Linked DNA regions of Gossypium arboreum: all the other regions are linked to region 1. The links are chromatin contacts, called in public Hi-C maps. All regions are on one chromosome and are shown on one strand. Each heading gives the region's core, a stretch centred on a gene start, on an enhancer-like site or on the middle of the called end of the contact. The rest is flanking DNA. Distances are from core to core; before and after follow the strand shown.

Evidence for each region. Hi-C and Micro-C count contacts between places; a contact is called where the count stands out from the background.
Region 2: a Hi-C map of leaf shows a contact between it and region 1, with 5 times the contacts expected there. The contact joins two enhancer-like sites. A contact is called at or near these places in 2 of 5 Hi-C or Micro-C datasets (both in leaf).
Region 3: a contact with region 1 is called in a Hi-C map of leaf, with 2.5 times the contacts expected there. The contact joins two enhancer-like sites. A contact is called at or near these places in 2 of 5 Hi-C or Micro-C datasets (both in leaf).

The regions. Positions count from the first base shown.
Region 1 is chr6:23,347,649-23,352,367 of ASM2569848v2, forward strand. No RefSeq gene overlaps it. Among protein-coding and RNA genes, the nearest start is that of LOC108485833, 39 kb to the right of the region's middle. Within about 2 kb of position 2,578, at least 2 of the 2 cell types and tissues checked have an H3K27ac peak or open chromatin away from gene starts, as enhancers often do. A contact at or near this core is called in leaf, where this site is marked.
Region 2 is chr6:23,304,668-23,309,078 of ASM2569848v2, forward strand. It overlaps the pseudogene LOC108485356. Among protein-coding and RNA genes, the nearest start is that of LOC128294219, 2.7 kb to the right of the region's middle. Within about 2 kb of position 2,319, at least 2 of the 2 cell types and tissues checked have an H3K27ac peak or open chromatin away from gene starts, as enhancers often do. A contact at or near this core is called in leaf, where this site is marked.
Region 3 is chr6:23,284,453-23,289,069 of ASM2569848v2, forward strand. It overlaps LOC108485654 (a long non-coding RNA gene), which reads left to right. Exons shown (of 4, transcript XR_001871343.2): 4 at 1-368. Among protein-coding and RNA genes, the nearest start is that of LOC108485654, 3.3 kb to the left of the region's middle. Within about 2 kb of position 2,944, at least 2 of the 2 cell types and tissues checked have an H3K27ac peak or open chromatin away from gene starts, as enhancers often do. A contact at or near this core is called in leaf, where this site is marked.

The DNA.
Region 1 (4,719 bases), core at 1,328-3,827:
ATAATTGAGAAGTATTCAAATCACCTAAGGTTTGATAAAAAATACATTGACAACTTTACCCTTCAATAATTAATTATCATTCTATTTATTTTTGTTATTTTTTAATTTTATATTCAATTAAAAATAATAAAAATCTAATTAATTATAAAAAATAATTTAATTGAAGTTATGAGTACAATCAAAATTAGAATTACAAGGAATACATCCGACCAACTATAACAAAAAATCAACACTACTAGAATGATAACCAAACTATATTCAAATCTAGATAATAATAAATATATACAAGACCCATATATAGTGACAATAAATATGAACTCATATGGTTTCACAAAATGAAAAAGTGAGGCTCAAACTTAAGATCTTAAAGTTCTCACGTCTTAAACTTGCTATTAAGTTAAAGCCTCATTGGCAGTAATTTTTTTTTTTTGAAAAGAAAAAACTACTACTAGTAATCATTTTTTATTTTTGTCGCTCTCTAACTTTTTGAAAAATAATTCTTATGTGAACACATGTTAAATATTTAAATTTTAATTTAATTATATGTATATATTAACTTTGGGATAAATTTTCTTCCTTTATATTTTAATCAATTTCTTTTACATTAGAACTTTCAAAATAATGGTAACTAATTAATTTTACATTAAAATGATTTAACAAATTCTCAAGGTTAATATATGATTGCAAGAAATATAAATCAAAATACTCATCTCATCTCATCTCTTAATCATGAGATTAGGGATTCAATTCTTACCCATAGAATGAAGCACATTTTAGGGTTAACTACTTATCTATTTGGAGAGCACCCACGATGATGGATACCTTGATTTTGACTAAAAAAATTCTTTTTATTTACTGGATATTTCTTTAAATTACCATAAGAACATTATAAATGGTAAAAGTGAGATTGATCGGTTCAATTTTTTTAACTAGATCAAGGTATTCAATTTTTTATTTTTCAAATAAAAATCGAACCGATGAATATAAGAAACTAGTTAATCAGAACGTACTAAGTCAGTTCGGATTTTGGATTTTCATATTGTTTTTAAGCTTTTAGACTTTATTTAGACAAAATTGCCTTTGGATTTGGAATTTTCAATTTTAATTAAATAAAACTATCTTTGTTTTGTGTTTCTTAAACACTATTAGATAATTTTATTTTTTTCAATTATACATAAAATATCAATTAATATATTTATGCTTATTAAAAATCTAATTAAACATTGATTTAATCATTCCCAATTTTCTCGATTATAGTCAAATATTAAATTATTTGTAATTTACAATTTTAATGTATAATGAGAGAAAAAATAATAAAAGTTTTAAAAGTTTTAACAATAATAATAATAGAACACAATACATAATAAGTAAAAGAGAGATAAACATTTGAACTCTTGAAATTTTAACAACAATAATAAATAAGCAATGAACTCGTGACAGATTGTTGAAATTAAATTTAGAATTTATTTTTATTTTTTATTTAATTATAGAATTTAGAAGAAATGAGTTTTGTTTTGGGTTTTAAGTGGATTTATATATTAAGCTTATATGTTTAAAAAAATATTAGGCTTGTCTAAAATACAATGGTCTTTCCTTTTAGTGAAGAAAGGGTTTCTGAAACTCGATCGTCTCTTGATTAGGAAACGAAAAAAGTTAGACTTAAAGATGGTGAAGGTGATGAGGATGTTGATATGTTCGTGGACTTGGAACCGAGGCCAAAGGTATCCTAGAAACATAAGTTGATTGGAACAAGGTTTTCTAACCATGAGGAGGTTAATAGACGTACAAAAGGTGATAGTGTTGAAGATATCGAGTTTCTAGAAGAAGATGTTATAAAACTATGGTCAATGGAATCCCAACTATAGAATTCTCACATCGTATCCAAAAGATCCTTTTTTAAAGAAATGGTGACAACGGTTGCGCTAAAGTTACTAGGCGAAATATTGGATACACAACCCTTCATAATCGGATCAGTAGCCTTTGGCGACCATCAAAACCAATTCACCTAATGGACATTGAATACGGGTATTTTTTGGAAAAATTCCAGTGTATGGAAGATTTTACCAAATTCCTTTCATAAGGACCATGGATTATTTATGATCAATACCTTACTGTGCAGCCATGGACCAAATATTTCGACTCCAAAAAACCTTGCCCGAGTGTGGTTCTGGCATGGATCAGATTACCGGGTCTTCCAGAATTTATGTATAAAAGGAGAATTCGGGAAGCAGTTGGCGGTTTGGTGGGCAAGGTAGCCCAGCTTGATTTCAACGTAGATAGCAAAATCAGACCTTGTTTTGCTAGAATGGTTGTTTTTCGTAAATCTTGATAGACCATTGGTGTCTCGAATATGGGTGAGAGGAGAATAACAGCAGGTAGAATATGAAACTTTGTCGACCATTTGATTTTCGTGTGGCAATTACGGACACTTGAAAGAGATGTGCCCAGCACCGGTGGGGAAGTCGAATAATGTGAAGGAAAAAACCAGTGGGACTTTGGGATCGTCTGAGCCGGTTAACTGTAATGAGGAGGCGACGTACGAGCCTTGGATGGTGGTGGAGCGGAGAAATGGGCGGGGGCAGAAAAAAATGCGGAATCAAAGGGAAGGGGTTTCAAAAAAAGTAAGTTCAGGATCGAGATTTCTGGCCCTAAATGATTTAGAAACTCTGGAGAAAGATAATGGTGCTGTAAATGAGGCAATGTCGGGTAAATCTGGAGCTAAAATCAGGTGATTTAATAAATCTGTTTCAAAAACCTTGGGGAAAGGAGCCTCTATTTTAAATAATGGAGGTGTTGGATCTGTGAAAGAGCCAAGAAGTGGGGTGGGTCAGAGCCTGTTAGTAAATGGACCAAGGCTTGGTGGGTCTTGTAGGGAATGAATAACAATGTTGGACCAGCATCAGGTTGGTGGTGGACTTGGCCCATATAAAAACAGTGCAGGCCATTTAGTTAATATGGAAAATGGGCTTTTGGCAATGGAGAATATTGAATTTGGGGAAAGTAAGGGGGAGATTAAGACTTGGGCTTGAGGACCGTTGGGAGCACTACTTTAGACATAGCAATTCGGCAGGCTAAGATTGGTTTTTTGTTGATTGTTGGGTAGGGACCTGGTATTGGTGGGATTAGTTCAGTTAAAAAAAATTTCGGGGTGGGTCGTGATTATTTCTGACCCAAAAGAGCAACAAAATGAATCAGGCATGGACGTGGCAAATTTAGACGTTAATGGGCAGCTGGGTAATTTATTAAAGGCCCTCTTTAATTGTTCTAATTTTTCTAATGAATCCCTTAATACCACTACACACTTTAATCCAACCTTTGAAGAATAGGAGGGGAAGATGGTGGTCTCATATAATTCTAAACTTGACCTAGGAAAACACTCAGTTGTTGTCTTCAAGGAAAATGCTAATCCAAATAATGGAGAAGCTTTGGGGGATGATATAACAAAAGAGAGTGGGAAAAATTTTTCTTTTTTCAAAACTTAGGGTTCAGGTGATAAAGGCGGTTCGAGCCGAAATGGACAAAGGGCTAGAGGCTTTCAAAGGAAATCATACATCAGGGTCGGGGAACTCCAAGCAGTAAGGTTGGTATCAATCCTATTTTTATTTTTTATGGATTTGATAGTTTTCTCCTAGAATTGTCAAGGATGTGCTAGTTTGAAATTTTCTCACATTTTCCTTGTGTACAGTAGAAAACATAAGCTTGATATTGTTAACTTATTGGAGACGAAGGTTAATGGCTTTAAAGTAAAAAAGATTATAGCTAGCTTTGGTTTTCATTATTTTCACCGGGTAAAAGCTATCAATTTTTCGAGAGGTATTTGGGTCAGATTGGACTTAATATATGTTAAGATTATCCGTAGTAATCTCCAATTCATTTGCATTCGGGTTCTGAAAGGAAATTCTACCTTGTAACAGCCCAATTTCATTGGTGTCAAAAACAGTGGTTTCGGGACCACAATTCCAACTAATGAGTTTTTTTTAATATTTATTTAATGCCTGAGGGATTATCTTAAGGTCGTATTAAAGTTTCGTTAAGAAATTTTAAAGTTTAAATGGTTAATTATGTAAAAAAGACTAAATCGTAAAGGTTGCAAAAGTTGGTATCTATTAGTTAAATGGGTTAAATGGCTATGGAAAGGTAAATTTGTAATACTCCACACTCGTGCCCTATGCCAGGACAGAATACAAGGCATTACTAAACTTAAACACATGCATTCAAACATTTCCGAGTCATCAAGACTTGATCAAATTTAAAACTTTTTCGAACTTTGTTTAAACTCCTTAATATGGGCCTACGATGTTTCAAACATTCATTAGAAGCCGTTCGCAATCAACTCGGGTCCTTAAACCGACTTAATACAGATGACCCTTGAAACAGGGTACACGCCCGTGTGGAAGGGCAACACGCCCGTGTGGCTATTATGACATGGCCGTGCTAATGGCCCATGTGGTTCACACGGCCTAAGCACAAGGGGACACGCCCGTGCCCTGAGCCCATGTGAATTAAATTCTAAATTTGAACCTACAGGGTTTTCACACGGCTTGACACACGCCGTGTTTATAGCCCGTGTCCCTCACACGGCCATGACACGCCCATGTCCTAGCTCGTGTCTAAAAACCTTGACATTCTGTTGCAGTCGTCAGCATCTAATAAGGGGTACACGGCTAAGGCACACGCCCGTGGCCAGAGGCCGTGTCCTCCACACTACTGAGACACACG
Region 2 (4,411 bases), core at 1,069-3,568, 43 kb before region 1:
TTGGTATGACAAAATCATGGTAAGATAGTAAATGCAAGTGTAACATGAATGCCTTGGTGATATTATGCAAATGTGGATTTCGTATTATTGCATGGTTATGTTACTTGATATTTACATGTGAACTTACTAAGCAATTATGCTTACTCCCTCCTCTCTATTCTTTGTAGTTTTGTCAAGCCGGCTAGGAGATAGGGAACAGTCGGAGGCGCACTCACACTATCAACAAACTATTTCGGTATAATGACTTGTATATTTTGGGAATATGACATGTATAGCATTGTAATCATTTTGTGTATATAATCTTATGATATGGCTCATGGATGGCATGGAAATTGTTTGAGAATGATTAGCTATTGGAGTGGCTAATCAAGATTATATTTGATAACATGTATGCTGTATATGCTAACTAATCTATGGAAATCCATAAAATGGTGAAATTGGCTATAAAACAGAATCACACAGCAACAGTGACGTGAGTTTGAAAAATCACTAAAAATAGTAGAGATAGAATTAGATGATGAATAAAATATTTAATTTTATATTAATGAATCTATTTTCATGTGGAAGAAACAAAATAGGTAAAAGAGTTTTATTTTATGAGATATTTATGTTTTGGTGAAACACAGTCAGAGTGATTTCTGGATTCCCTATTCTGACTTCAGAAATTCATCATAAATTGTGTAAAAATAATTAGGACTCATACTTTATATGTATGGATTCATTATTGAGTCTATTTTTAATAAAAACAAACTACATGTCATTGGATCTCTGTATAGGAATAAATTTGATTCGTAGTGCATAGCGGTCAGAGTAGCCGAACCCTGAAACAGGGGAGACTTTAACTAATAAACTGTACTAATTGTCCCCACCAAAAATTCTAGAAAAAAATTAGTAAGTAGATATATGAGTCTAGTTTCAGGGAAAATTTACAAAATTTGATTTCAGGTTTCATAACTTGAGATATGATTTTTTTAGCGATTGTGATGCAGATGGACAGTTTACTACGAGAATTGTTTGAACTTGTTTAAATGCTAAAATGAGTTTAGTAATGTCTCATGCTCGACTCCAGTGGCAGTCTCGGGTAAGGGGGCATTACAGTGGGCTTGCTTCGAATAAGAAAATTTTTCACAAAAATTACTAGTGGAGTAATTTTGCAATTTCTCTAAACTTTTGGGTCAAATTGTAAATAAAAAAATATCTCTAGAAACTTTCTAGAATAATCTCCTCAGATAATTTCTCTTTACAACTTTCTCTTAAATTCAAGTGTTTGTTAATAATAACACAAGGCTCTATTTATATAGGAGATTTTAGAGAATTCAACTATGATTAAACTTAATCACTTTAATATTAAATTAATATAATATTTATCTTGATAAATATTATATTAATTTAATTTTAAATCTTATTAAAATAATAAAATGTTTATCTACAAGATAAACATTAAATTAAATTAATATTAAGATAATAACTTTAATATTAAATTAATAAAATACTATTAAGATAAGTATTAAATTAAATTTAATATTAAACTACTAAAATAATATTATTTTGGAATAATTAATAACAAATCAAATTCTCTGGTAAAATCCCAGTAGGAGTGTAACTATTTTCTCACAATGTAAACGTTCTTTACAATGCCACTTATTTTCCATTTGAATTTTAGACAATCAATGGGCTAATATTTTCTTGTCATAATTTTGTTATGCATGCAAAATATAAAAGGCATAAATACAAAAGATATAATAGTGAAATGTGAAATTAACTTTATTTATTTATTCATCATTCAAATAAATAGAAAACATTTACATATTTACTACAATATGGGCACATTTCCCAATCTGAACTTCATGGATCGGCCCATCTCCATGGCTGCTAGTGGCCTAGACAATTTCAACCGAATTAATTGACTGCTGTAGTCAATTTGTAAGCTCGACAGTGGTCTGGCCCTTAATACATTTTTGTGCTTAGTCTTGGGAGCTTGACCCTTAGAGTGGTTACCTACTGACTGGCCCAAGAGTTCCTTGCTAATCATATCTTTTGAAGAGCTTTTTCCCGTTGAAAACTTTCCTTGCAGACAATTTTCCTTGCTATCCCCCTAACACCTACACGAGAAACACACCACAGGTAAGTTTCATATTTGATTCTTTGAAGGATACCATTAACGAGGAGCTTTGAACAACAGTTTCTCCAAGGTAACATATACTGCCATACGTGCATATTGACCTCTCACCCGACTAAAGGCATTAAAGTCCAACTTGGTTACTTTACCGACAATTCCCCCAATCTCCCATAGGATCTGCTTTCTGTAAAGATGACTGGGAAGACCTAGAAATCTAATCCAATTGAGAACCATATTGGATAGGGTAACCCAAGATTAAAATCAATTGTCCAAGGTTGGACGATTAAATATTGGCTGAAAATTAGCCATGGACCTTGAGAGAGAATTTTTTCATAATCTTTCAAACTTTGAAATTTAGCTAAAAAAATAACCATTTTCAATATCCATTAATTGAAAAGGTTTAGATGGTCTCCAAATTCCATATAATATATTTTGCAGGGTCGTAAAATTGGTGTTCTGTCCCAGCATATTCAAAACCACAAAGGTAGACATCTCCTTTTCTAGAAGCTAGTATATTCTCTCCGAGAAATCTATGGAGGGAATGCCATTGACAACTGATTTTTTAACATCTTATTTCAAGAGGGAAAAGCTATTATCAATTTGTTGAGTACCACTAGTTCCTTTTTGTTCAATACTTTCTTTCCCCACTAACATATCTTTCCTAGAAAAAGATGGCATTGGTGAGGACTCCACAACCATCACGTCTTTTGGATTCACCTCCGATTCCTTGAATCAGACTCTCTTTGTGCTTGGATCTTCAGAAGGATTATCTCCTTCTCCATTCCTGTTACAGGAAGAAATCAAAAAAGGCAAGAGCATATTTTGTACGTAGTTCTAATTATTTTAATTCCATTCTATCATTTTTAAGGTTAAATTATGACACTTAATAGCTATATTTTTAGCCATAGAATTTTTTAGTGTCCTTAAACCTTCTTTCTATATATTTTTTAATCTTTCCAGTAAAGCCAACTGCACTATCTCATTTCATCTCTTAACGATGCCTCTCATAACACAATCCCAAATTTTAAAATGCTTACTCTAGGAAGCCATCATCCATCAGAAATACCCATTTGATTTCCTGAAATCTAATTTCTTCACCTCTAATCTCGTAGTTCATCAATACTATCTTAGCATTCACATATTTCATTTTCTGGGTGCCACTAAAAACCCTATTTTTCTTCATTCACTTGCTAATTCTGATGAAAGCATTGGATTTCACCAAAAACCATACGAGACATATTAGTTGAAACTCCAGAATGTTTTAAAAAACCATAGAAATAGCAAAACATAAGATATTGAGCTAGCTCTTGATCAATGCAAGGTTACAATAACTGATGGTTTGGTCTTGGAGTTGGTTAGGCGAAATCATTCTGATTGGAAACTAGCTTATGTTTTCTTCCAATTGGTGTCTAAAAAAGGTGGAAATTCACTTGGTTTTGATGTTTGTAATGAAATTCTTGACATTCTTGGAAGAATGCATTGGTTTGAAGAGTTAACTAAGGTGTTTGATAAAATGTCTGAAAGATGACTTATTGATGAAAGGACTTTTAAGATTTTGGTTAATAGGTATGTTGCTGCACATATGGTAGAGGATGGAATTGGGGTTTTAATAGGAGGAAAGAATTCAAATTCAAGGATGATTTGGTTGCATTTCATGTTAGACTTGTAAAATAAATCTAAAATAAAGCTTAATAAACTGGATCTATCATGTCAAATCATCAAGAATAAATCAAGAATAAAACTAGATGCAGAAGCGTACCTGAATCCATGAATTCCTTGAAGTTTTTTCGGATCTTGGGGATTTGATCATCCAAATTAGCACACAAGAAATTCAGAGAATATTTGCCCTTTCCTAAGGATGGAATATTAGAAAAGATATCTTGTGTGTAATTTGGGGACCATAACCCTAATATATATAACTTTGACACATTAGCCCTAATTTCTAATTAGCCCATCATTAAGTAGAAATTGATTAGAACTTAATTACTAAAGTATCTATACATATTTGACCTATACTTTATCTAATAATTAAAGCCCAATGAAATTTTAACCAAACTAGATCACTTTTAATTTGGGCTAACCTATCATGATAGTCAATAATAACATGTAATTACCCTTATTATATATGTGATGTCCATATTTTCCAACAATCTCCCACATAAACCACATATATATACTAATTACTTTATAATTACATGTCATTATATAACCTTATGAGCTCAAAATTGCACTATCATATCCGAAAGATATTTCGAACAATCTTGTCCATTAATTATGTTAGTATAGAACCAA
Region 3 (4,617 bases), core at 1,694-4,193, 63 kb before region 1:
AACAAAATGGGGAATAAAATTCCAAGAAATTTTCTAGATTAGGATTTTAATTTTCACTGAAATGTGAATATTCAATAATTTTTTTGTAAAATAACTTAGCCTCAGTCTGTAAATAATTAAGAATAAAGCCATGTAATAGTTTACAAGCACTTCTCACCGAGATTTCTCTCTGGGCCTCCCCCTTCCATACCGTGAAGTCCGCATGAGGTTCCATTGCTAAGGGAATTCGTACAATTCTAATTATTTCTTCTCTAGAGAAGGTAGAATAAATTAAATCAGACTTCCATTCTATCTTTTGTTCATTAATAAGCTCTGCCACTTTACTTAGTTCACTGGAATTCCTAATTGATTCTACCTTATTGTCGAAACCATCAACATGTAGAGTAGCCACTAATCTCTTTTGCTTAGGTGGGAGTAGGTCATCTACTAAAATTTTTTATTCCATTTAAAATAATTTTGTAAATTTTTTTAAAAAAATGGGTTCGGGAGTCGGTTACGTATGAGGAAAGGTGAGCATCTTCATTACGTTCAAAAATTGGTACCAAATTGATTCGATGCTATCCTTATATCAAAGATTTTAAAAAAATATCGTTCAAAGCATAGTTCTTTAAAATGTATTAATAGTTCAAGTTAACTGTCAAAATTCTCTCGTTTCAAAAATATGCAGCATTATACCCAGCACGATTGGATACGATCCTTTATATCTTCAAAGATACGATTGATTTTTGACTTTCAAAAACTCGTACCCTAAAATTATAAAAGGATATCCAAATATTTAGTTCACCAAAAAATCATACCCAGCACGGTAGGGTACGATTTCTGGAATTCCCAAATATTGGATATTGCCTTATTTTAGAATTTTTGAATAATAAGGAAAATTGGAATTTCGCTCAAAACGCATTTATTTGTTTTAAAATAGATGGAATACTTAATGCATTGTAACGAAACATTTGTATAGAAAAGGATTAATGAACATGAAACAATATGTACATATAGTACAATAAACCACAATTAATAAATCCAACAATTATGTACAACTATTCTAAGTAAATGTAACCAAATTCTTAATCATGGATGGAGCACAATTAATATAATGAACAAAACAATGACTAAATGATATACATAAAAATAAATATGGCACAATATAAAACAATCCCCAAAACATGTACAAAATAAAATGGAATTTAGAAGTCAATGTGCTATAAGACATTTTCAAAATAATGATAAATTAATGAACACATAATATAAGTTGACAAGCTTGTATAAAAACTAGGGATATATAATTATTGAAATAAATATTATAGAATAAAAGTTTGAAGCAAATTATATACAAAATATTTTAAACATAAATTCATTTAAAAATTTGACAATGTACATGATTCTTAAATAATATATAAGCTATAAAAGAATAATAAAATACATTATAAAATATAATACACATAACAAATTCACAAAACATGCATATATATTAAGAATAATTATTTGTAAAAATTAGCATGAGATTAATAATATATATAAAATTAAATTAATGTTATCATAGATTGTATATGTAATAGATTTTAAAAACATAATCATGTATACAAATAAATTTAAAAGAAATTATATGAATAAAATAACATGGATTTAATGATGTATATAAATCAAACATATGTACCAATATACATGTATATATATAATAATAATTTAAATAATACATTTGAGATGTAGGATCTTCCTTTAAATAGCAAAGATATATAATAAAATATAGGAATAAATTTAAAAGAAATTATATTTATAAAATAATATAAGATTAATAATATACATGGAATAAAATTAACCTTATCATGAATTATTTATATATACAATAATGTACAAAAACATTTATAAAAAAATATTATCTAAAATGTTAAAATGATATGATATAAAAGGAATTTAAAAATAATAATTTTGAAAAAACAAAGTAAACTTATCAAGGTAATTCAAAATGTATATAAAAAAATAAAAAAATAAAAGATGAATGCTAAAAGGATTTTTTTTAAAAAAATAATGAGGTATATAAATTGAAGTAAAACTTAATTGAAATGAAATCAAATTAGAAGGGATAATTAATAAATATAAAAAACTATTGAAATAGAAATAAGGACCAGCGTGCAGCGGGTGCAAATGTATAGGGATTAGATATGAAAATATCCCAGTTTTCCAAACACTGCGCCTAGGCGCAGACCGAAACGCAAAGACACACATATTCTAGGACAAATTCAAAATAAAATAAAATGTAAATAAAGATCAATTAAAAATTCTGCGCAAAGTCAAAGGACCAGACGCGCAAATTAACCTTTCAAGGTGAAAAAGGCGCAGATTCGGCTTCCAAATGGGTTAAGGCGCAGATCCATGTTTTTACTAAACGGTGCCGTTTTTGAGCATATATATGAATCAAAACAAAAGCCCTAATAACCTCAGACTGATTATTCTTCTCAAAACAGCTTTCAAAACCATTTTCTCTCAAAATTTTTCAATCTCTTTTCCTCCTCAACCGAGCGAACCAAGAAGTTCTTTTCTCCTTGCTTCCATGTCAACAAATCGGACCCCCCTGAATCCCCATCAAAGCTTCGATTTCAACGAAGTCAACAAGGATTCGAAGGCTCCTTCTATTAGATAAGTGCTTATGCCCTTGTTTATTTTGTATATTACACACAATAATGAAAATCAAAGGGAAAAAAAACAAAATCGAAAGAAAAAATAAACTCTAAAATCACCTCTTGAAAACTCTCTTTGAATTGATTTCTCCTATTTTCATATATGCGTATATTCAACTATTATTCTCTTCGTAGAAAGAAAGGAAAAAAAAGATCCCATTTACATCATTTTCCTTCGGTTTATAGCCGAAAAATAAAATAAATAAATAAAAGAAAATACAAATTCTTTGCTGTAATTCGCTGTGATCTGCTATCAATTGCTGCTTCGTTGTTTTCTGTTGCAGGTGTGCATGGCGTGGAGGAGTTATTCGTGGGCGTGAAGCGTGGCGCGCGTGGAAGAATCGATTGGAGGCTGCGGCGGCTGAAGCTTCTAGTGACCTAGGGTTTCTGCCGAAAAAATTCATTAGTGTTTTGGGCCATTAGGCCTATTTTGTTTTATTCAAGTATGGGGTTTGGGTTGTTTGTTAATTAGGTTAGTTTTAGTAGTTGGGCTGAGTGGTTTGGGTTTAATAGTTAGGGTTGAGTTGTAAAAGGACTTGGACATTTAATTTATTTGGTTTATGATTTTATTTTTATTATTATTTTTGTTTTGATTTTAGGTGTGGGCCCAGGCAAATTTGGGCCTATACATTTATAACTTTCAGTACTAGGAAGCCACGCATCAATAGCAATTGAAATATTCTAACTCGTTCCCACCCTCCAACAAATCCCATTCTTCAGCAATTCTTTAGCAGCCCATACACTCTTCTAGGTATACGAAGGTAGTCGTCCTAACTCAGAATTAAGAAAATCCGTATTTAGAAAGTACTTAACTTTTATAACTTTCGTTAATATTGAATCTGGATTATTAAGAAGACGCCAACCTTGTTTAGCTAATAATGCAACATTGAATTTGGATAAACAATGAAATCCCATACCCCCATTCTCCTTCAGATCGCAAAGTCGTTCCAACTGCACCAATGAATCCCTTTTCGCCCTCGTCCTTTTTGCCACCAAAATCGAGTCATTATGCTGTCCAATTCCACATACAAAGACTTTGGAAGTAAAAAATAGGCCATAGTGTAAGTGGGTATAATGCTGTCCAATTCCACATACAAAGACTTTGGAAGTAAAAAATAGGCCATAGTGTAAGTGGGTATAGCATGTAAAATAGATTTAATAAACAATTCCTTTCCTCATTGAGAAAGGAACCTCACATTCCAATTCTTAATCTGTTGCCTCATGCGATCCTTTACTAGCAAAAAAGAAGATTTTTTATTTTTCCCCACAACATTCGGCAAACTAAGATATCTTTCCATATTATTTGAATTTCTCACCGCAAGAATAATGGAAACAACTCTCGTGGATTCTTCTGCAGTGTTGCTACTATAAAAAACTGTTGATTTGTCGTAATTAACACTTTGCCCCGAGGATCTTTCGTATTCCATTAGGATTGATTTCAAAACTTGTACGCCCCACTCGCTAGCTTCTCCAAACAATATACTGTCATCAGCGAATAATATATGAGAAACTAAGAGATCCCCTCTACTTGCTTGTGCTCCCTTAATCGACCCCTCCCTCAAGGCCATCCTTATAAACCCCTTAAGGCCCTTACTACAAATTAGAAACAATAAGGGACTAAGAGGGTCCCCTTGTCTAATTCCTCTCGTCGGTTTAAATGCCCAACCACTTCTCCCATTAATAATTACTAAATATGAGACTGAAGTGACGCACTTCAAAATATTTTCCACCCACAAAGTATGAAATCACATCCTTAACATCAGAGCTTTTAAAAAATACCACTCCACCCTATCATACGCTTTGCTCATGTCTAACTTAAGTGCCATAAAACCTTTCTTCCCAAATTTTTTTTGTCTAAAGGTATGAAAAATCTCATAAGCAAGGAACATGTTATCCAAAATTAATCTATCAGGCCCAAAGGCACTTTGGGCACCATCACTGC